Linked DNA regions of Mus musculus: region 2 is linked to region 1. A link is a contact called in public promoter capture Hi-C data. All regions are on one chromosome and are shown on one strand. Each heading gives the region's core, a stretch centred on a gene start, on an enhancer-like site or on the middle of the called end of the contact. The rest is flanking DNA. Distances are from core to core; before and after follow the strand shown.

Region 1 (3,881 bases), core at 685-3,184:
AGAAAGAAAGAAAGAAAGAAAGAAAGAAAAAAAGAAAGGAAAAAGAAAAAGAAAGAGAAAAGAAAATGAAAAACCTTCCATAAGATTATAAATGTCTGGAGTTTAAGACAGGAATTGCCTCTGAAAAGGGAGGAGGGGAGTTACCCAGATTCTTTGTGTCCCTCAGTGTTGGTTAAATCAATTCTAAAGTTCTTACTAAACATCATGAAGAAGTAAACCCAATATGTTTATACATGTGTGGAAAGACAGCAGTTTTTATGGACTACCTGGACACAACTTGGCAGGCAAAGTCGGAGCACCTTGAGTTCCTATCTGAGCAAACTGAAACCTAGCTCAAAATAAGATTCACAGCCCACGGAAACGAAACTGAAAGGTGCCCATTCGTGTCTGGCAAGGGCTTTATCATTATTTCTTAGATGGTTCCCCACAATTTATTATCCAACCTCTTTTCTTTTGTTAAGTACACAAGTTCCTGGATCTAAGCACCTCTTTTACTTTCTGTGAATTCCTATATACACAAAAATTACTCTCTAGGTAAAAGACTAATAAAATCCCATGCTGTTTTTTGCCTATTCATTTTTTTCAAGTTAAATTTGTAGCTTCCAGAAACTGAATCCAAAGGGACAGAGGAATAGTTTTCGTGTTCTACACAGTTCTTCAAATTATTCTACACACATAATCAAATATAGTCAATGGGAATGTAAAATAGTCCAGTGGTAGAGTGCTTGCTTAGCATATAAAGTGGCAAAAATAGATAATTAAAACCAGAAAAACAAACTAGAACTTTAGTTAGTTTGAAGTTACTTAGAAGTGAATCAATATCATATATAAAATCCCCTAGTGGATTAATGTTTTGGTAAAACCACAACTTCTTGTTTAGATACAATTACAATAACTCATAATGACAAAATTCCTATAAAAATTAAATACATAAGCAGAAGATAAAACGAGGAGCTGCAATGGTCTTAGAGTTGCTTTTGGTGTAATTATAGGTGACTTTTTAAATTTTAAATATTTTATTATTTTTACGTGTGTGTGTGTGTGTGTGTGTGTGTGTGTGTGTGTGTGCGCGCGCGCGCTTGCGCTTGCGCATCACTGTGTGCATATATGTGTGTGCTGGTACCCATAGAGGCATAGGATCCTCTGGAACTGTAATTATAGGTAGTTGTAAACTGCCGCATAAGTGTCAGGAGCTGAACTCTTAACCACCGAGCCATCTCTCAAGACCCTACAGGTGGCTTCTTTAGTACTTTCCTACATCAGCTTTAATGCCGAAAAATGCTATTATACTTTTTTAAAAAAACAAAAAACAAAAACAAAACCTTAGGAGAGAAGATGCCCCAAGTTATTGCTAAGCTTTTCGGTTTGGAAATCAGATTCCCCCCACCCCACCCCCTCCAGAAAGTTCTCTCAGGCTTAGCTTGGTAAGGAGGAGGGACTTTCTTTCTATCCAGAGGAAAGCTTGCTTTTTTGCTTTCAGTTTCTCAATGAAGAGGAATTGGAAACCGAAACAAATACAAACTCCAGAGCTCTAGGAGTTGACCAGTTGATGCAAGCTGCTTAAAACAGGGTTCCAGCTTCTGATATCCCTGGTCCAGCCACCCGGTATCCCTGGTCCCCTGGTCCCCTGGTCCCCTGGACCCGAGGCCCCCACATACTGTCCTGAGCACCTGCTCAGGAGCTTGGAAGTCACCTGGCCTTTCGGTACTCTGGTCTCTCCTCTGGCCCAGCTGTCCCCAGCTGTTGTCCCCGCAGGAATACACCCTGTGGTTGCTGAACAGTAGGAGCGAGTGGTGTTCCCCGCTGGCTGCCTGCAAGAGTTCAATGCCGCTGGTTCCCGCCTTCAGGCGCCGAGGCTTCCGGCTTCCTGCAGCCCAGCTGAAATACATCCCTGCGGTGCACAGCCACCCGCGGCTCTGGTATGTCAGATGGGCTCCCAAAAGCAAGTGACCTAGCTTCCCTAACTCCTCCCAAGGGCACTGCCCAGTCCCTTACGTCATAGTTCTTTCCAGTAAGTGCCTGCTTGTCCCACACCACTAACATCTTTCTCACAGGCATTTCTAGGGTCATTTTGAAACCTGGCTGCTTGAATTTTCAGTACTGAGTATCTGAGAAGACAGGGAAGAAGAAAGTATCTCCATCATGAGTAAGCCACTTGTGAGTCCTGATGCTCTGGACAAATTTCTAGGTCTGTGAAATATTTATTAAGTGACAATATCCACAAGTTGTAGCAATTTCAGTGGCAACCAGTTCCCAGGGAATCTGCTTTCCTTGGCAATTCTAGCTGGGGTTCTTTTATTCCAGTCTTGATTATTAATTTTCAGATCACACATTAAGCACCACATGGTAAACCTATATGTATAATAAATAGATTATGGAGTATGTTCAGGGGGTTACAGAACTTTTTTGAGAATTTCAAAGAGGCCTAGAAAGCCAAAGCTGGGAAGCCTGTAAGGATGTAATTAATAATGAACCCTAACTGAGCTGCAATGGAGAAGCTGCTGTCCAACTGAATCCAACTGCAGAGTAAGGGCAGGGGCCAGATATGTAAAGAAATGAAAACCTTCACATCAAAGCTACACAAGCCAACAGAAAAAAAGTGAACACTCTTTTGCAGGTTTGCTGAGCTCTGAAGGAATTTAAGGGAGACATCTTTAGAGCTGTGTGTTCCAAGGTGACTCTGGCTCTCTCTGGCTCTCTCTCTCTCTCTCTCTCTCTCTCTCTCTCTCTCTCTCTCTCTCTCTCTCTCTCTCTCTCTCTCTCCCTCCCTCCCTCCCTCCCTCCCTCCCTCCCTTTCTCCCTCCCTCCCTCCCCACCTTTGAAAACAAACACAGCACTGAAAGGGTTGTGGGTCACTGTGTTTATTCCCATCTGCTGCAGGTTGAAGCCTCTCTAATGATGGCTGAATAAGGCACTGCCATATGAGCCTAGCAGACTATTATTGAGTCATTTTATTGTTACCCTTTTGTTTTTCTTAGACCAGTAGTATTTGGTTTTGTCCTAGGTTCTGGTTCTTGGTCACCTGAGCAGTGTCAGGTATGGGTTCCTTCCATCTCATGGTGTAGGCCTTAAGTCAAATCTGAAATCAGTTGGTTACTCCACGTGGTTTGTGCCACCATTGCCCTAGCATATTTTCCAAGCAGGACAAATTGTAGATCAAGGGTTTTATGGTTGGATTGGTTTACTTTTCTCTTTTAGCAACCTGCAGAGTCCCTTTGCCTGTCATAGACATTAGAACATGGGACTCCACATTCAGTGCATTGTGTGAGTATTGACTTCAGCAATGAAAACTTGCTGTTGGTTTGTTGAGAGACACCTATTTTCTTGGCAACAGCCTGAAGTATTTGAGGATTTCATAGCGACCCTTTCAACCAATAACTCAACTGGATAAAACTTAATCCCAGACTGAAATTTTCCACTGGGACAGACATGGCCAGTTGGGGTTCCATCTCCCTCATTATTTAGAGACTTCAATAGGACCACCTTCATTATTTTAGGAAGTTTCCACTACATCAGGTTTCCATATTCTTCAAATGAGTTTCAATACTAGCTGTTCCTCCTCTCATTGCCTCTCTAAATTCCATTTCCTCTCTTCTTTCCCACCAGAACCTCCCATTCTCATGCCTTCCTCTCCTCTACCAGTAAAATCCATTTCTATTTCTCCATCCCAGAAAAAAATCCATGTGTCTTCCTAGTCCCTTCCTCTATGCCTAACCTCTCTGGGTTAAAAAGATACACGAATATACAGAATACCAAGTAGACAACAAAATCAGAAAAGAAATTCCTCATAGTATTCTTTAACATGCAGCCATTCAGTTTGATCAGCACCATTTTTTGAAGATTCTATTTTCTAGTTTGTATTTCTAGCTTCTTTCTCAAAA
Region 2 (3,881 bases), core at 366-2,865, 140 kb before region 1:
TCTGACTCTTGACAGACAATAGTTCTATGCATCTGTAGAAGTCTGACCAACAAGACATATCTCAGAAAATTTCTAAAACATCTCTCAAGTTCATAAAACAATCAAAACCTCTCTCTCTATTGATTCCTGTTTCAAATAATAACTTAAGAATACAAATATATGGGATGGGTATATAGATCAGTATTACAAGTATAGGAGATCCTAAATTGAATCTCCAGCTTTGAAAAAGATTTTTTTCAGCCCAAATTTTCCACCTTTCTATTACTCTAAATCATATAGTGAAAACAGAGTACATACTTTAAAATCTAGTGTTAGAAGAGAGTGATATAAAATGTATGTAAAGATGGAGCCGAGATGTGGTTACTACCTAGGCAAGGCTAAGTCACTCAATCTTTCAACAACATCAAATGTCTGCACATGTCAGATACTCTACTAGATCCAAAGATGGGACTTTGTTTTCTACTTGTTTGAGAAGACTATAAACTGCCCACTGCAGAAACCTTCACAGTCCATCATTCCCTCATTACCATGACTAAGAGCTAGAGATTGAGCTCAGGATTAGTCAAGCTATTTTCATGGACGTGCACTTGCTTTCATACACTGAAGACAACCAAAAATTGTTTAGAAATGAATATTAAAGTTCCACTGAAATTAGGACACACTCATGTACATACAGAAAAAGTACACATGGTCCCACTACTAAACTAACATACTTCACATTTCAGAGAGACCTCTTTGCAATAGCAGATTAGACAATACTTTAATTGTTGAACATCTTTGCACAGTAATTCTTCAACAAAACATTTGGAGATGTTTTAGAACTCACTTTGTGATGCATTCCTGGGACTCACATTCACTTTTGAGTTTATGATATATCACAGCTCCCACAGCAAGGGGCCCAGCATCTCCACAAAGGAAAGTGACTCTGCGACCACTCAAATTTCGGAGTGTTCTCTTCACGTAATCCAGGGATCGAAGCAGGTAGGTCTGGTCACCAGTGACCCGGTACAGCTGCAGGTACAAAAGTGCTATGCCTGGAATGATCCCCACCCCACGAAGAAAAGCATTACTATCTTCAGTTGTACCCTCAGGGAGTTATTTTATAATTACACAAACATCTACTAGCATTCTGTATTTCGAAATGGAAAACATAAAACAATAACGAGAAAAAGTATAATTTATTTCAGAAAACTGAAAATGCTGAAACGAAAAAGACCCAAAAATTAGGGTGGAAAAAAACAAGAAACAGGTTGAAATTTATCATGGGTTAACTAACCTGATATAGTATGTCCACATTTTACTGTTAGAGAAAAAAGACACAAGACATACTGCGGCTCCTGTCACTCACTCCCTGTTCCCATTCACATCCAGTCCAGCCTCAATCTTCTCTTTATCTCAAGCTAATATAACTCTTTCCTTATGCTTCTTCTCAAATAATTTCTCATTCTATGTGATACCAGAGTAAATGATTACTTTTCTGGACTTTATGCCTCCTTTCTAATTTTCTACAATTTTTCAGTTTGTTTTCCTTTCCTCATTAAGCAATTGAGGATATGACCAGTGAGTCAGATCCCCACTTAGGGAGTGCACATGATGTGGCAGAACAGGGACAGCAGGAGCAGCCTGTGACCAACCTCTTTGTAAATACAGAAATAGAAATCCAAAGCCAGGTGTAGTGGCTCAGCATGTGGCTGATGGACACAGCAGAGTCAGGAGTTCAAAGACATTCTCAACTATATGATAGTGACCCTAAGGCCAGAATGGGATACTCTGAGACTCTCTATCAATGTCTTCTCTCACCAAAGATAGAACCAGGAATATTACTGAGAGCTCTTTGCAGCAACCGTTAGAAAATAATTTGCTTTGAGAGCATATTTTAACTCCTGAGTTATGAGCTCCATTTTCTGGACAATAACTCTGCCTGCTCTCCTAGAGGCCACAGCAGTACCAGGGACCCTAGATAAGACCCTGTCCTATGCCCAATGCCTGCCAACTTTCCCTAGAGCACAGATAACAGCAGTGAACTGCACCTCATCCCCTGGGCTCCATTTTCAGGGTCACAACTTCAGCTGCTTTACTAGAGGTGACAACAGTACCAGGGACCCAAGGTAAGAGCCTACCCTGAGTCCTATGCTTGCCAACTCCCCCTAATAGCATACCCAAAAGCCTTATACTACACCTCATCACCTGGGCTCCATATTCAGCCATAAGACTATACAGGAGACCTCTGCTTTCCCAGAGGCCACACTGGTTCTAAGGACCTCAGAGGTAACCTTGGCACCCAAACCACCAGAGGTCACACAGGCCACAAAATAAACAAACAAACAAATAAAAAAAATAAAAGAAAAAGCAAGCAGAAACACACTACCAGACTTGAAGAATCACTGGTCATTGGAATTTCTGGTCACTCACAAGATCAAAAAGGAAATAGAAACTAAGAGGGAAAACATCCAAAAAAAAAAAAAAAATACCCACCCATCTAACAAAGACAAAAATTAGGAATAAGCCCCTGAACCTATAATAACTCCCAAAAGGCAGATTACTAGAAGTCAGCATGAGAATACAACCAACAACAGCCAGAGCAATATGGCACCACAAGAACTTAGCTATCCTACAGCAAGCCCTAGATATTCCAACACAGCTGAAGGGACAAGAAAATTCTATCCTAAATTCAACTTTCTGAAGATAATAGAGGCCCTTAAAGAGGGAATGAATAAATTCCCTTAAAGAAATACCAAAAAAATTACAAGCAAACAGGTAATGAAAATGAATAAAACTGTTCAAGACCTGAAAATGGAAATAGAAGAAATAAAGAAAAAAAGAGGGAATCCTGGAGACATAAAATCTAGGTAAAACAACAAGTAAGACATATACAAGCATCACTTACAGAATACAGAATCTCAGGTTTAGACAGTACAATAGAAGTGATAGGTACACCATCAAAGAAAATGTTAAATCTAAAAAGTTGTTGACATTAAACTTCCAGAAAATATGGGACACTATGAAAAGAACAAACCTACAAATAAATAGGAACAGAAGAAGATGAAGCCCAGCTCAAATGCCCAACAAATATTATCAATAAAATCATAGAAGAAAATTTCCCTAATCTAAGAAAAGAGATATCTATAAATATACAAGAAACTTACAGAACACCATATAGATTGGAACAAATAAGAAAACCTTATGCCACATATCAATCAAAGCACTAAATGTATAGAACAAAGAAAAATATTAAAAGCTGCAAGGGGAAAAGGGCAAATACCATATAAAGGCAGACCTTTAGAATTACACCTGACATCTCAACAAAGACTCTAAAGCCAGAATGGCCTGGACAGAGGTCATAAAGACTCTATGATGCCACAGATGTCAGCTCAGACAACTATACCCAACAAAACTTTGAATCACCTTAGATGGAAAGAACAAGATATTCCATGACAAAATCGAATTAAAACAATATCTATCCAAAATCCAATCCTACAGAATATATTAGAAAGAAAATTCCAACCCAAGAGGGAAACACACACATGTGCATAAACACAGAAGCATCTACACCACCAGCACCATGACCAACATCAAAATAACAGGAATTAACAAGCATTGGTCATTAATAACTCTTAATATCAATGGACTCAATTCCCCAATAAAAAGATATAGGCTAACAGAATGGATGTGAAAACAAGATCCATCATTCTGCTACATTCAAGAAACACATCACAACATCAAAGATAGAAATTACATCAGAGTAGAGGACTGGAAAAAGATTTTCCAACTAAATGCACCCAGGAAGCAAGCTGGTGTAGCCATTCTAATATCTAACAAAAAAGATGTTCAACCAAAATTAAACAAAAGAGATGGAGAAGGACATTTCATACACATCAAAG

The links. Promoter capture Hi-C pulls out the DNA fragments that hold promoters and counts their contacts.
Region 2: a contact with region 1 is called in a promoter capture Hi-C map of macrophages, with 7 read pairs. The contact joins the enhancer-like site here to the promoter of Herc6 in region 1. A contact is called at or near these places in 4 of 39 promoter capture datasets (the C10 cell line, embryonic stem cells, liver and 1 more), 1 of 484 Hi-C or Micro-C datasets (germinal center B cells) and 4 of 9 other capture datasets (adipose tissue, liver, macrophages and 1 more).

Annotation. Positions count from the first base shown.
Region 1 is chr6:57,579,045-57,582,925 of GRCm38.p6, reverse strand. Herc6 (hect domain and RLD 6) reads right to left here and starts at 1,934. Exons shown (of 23, transcript NM_025992.2): 1 at 1,694-1,934. The coding sequence starts at 1,889.
Region 2 is chr6:57,719,650-57,723,530 of GRCm38.p6, reverse strand. It overlaps Lancl2 (LanC (bacterial lantibiotic synthetase component C)-like 2), which reads right to left. Exons shown (of 9, transcript NM_133737.2): 3 at 827-1,034; 4 at 1-42. Among named protein-coding and RNA genes, the nearest start is that of Lancl2, 19 kb to the right of the region's middle. Within about 2 kb of position 1,615, at least 4 of the 459 cell types and tissues checked have an H3K27ac peak or open chromatin away from gene starts, as enhancers often do. A contact at or near this core is called in macrophages, where this site is marked.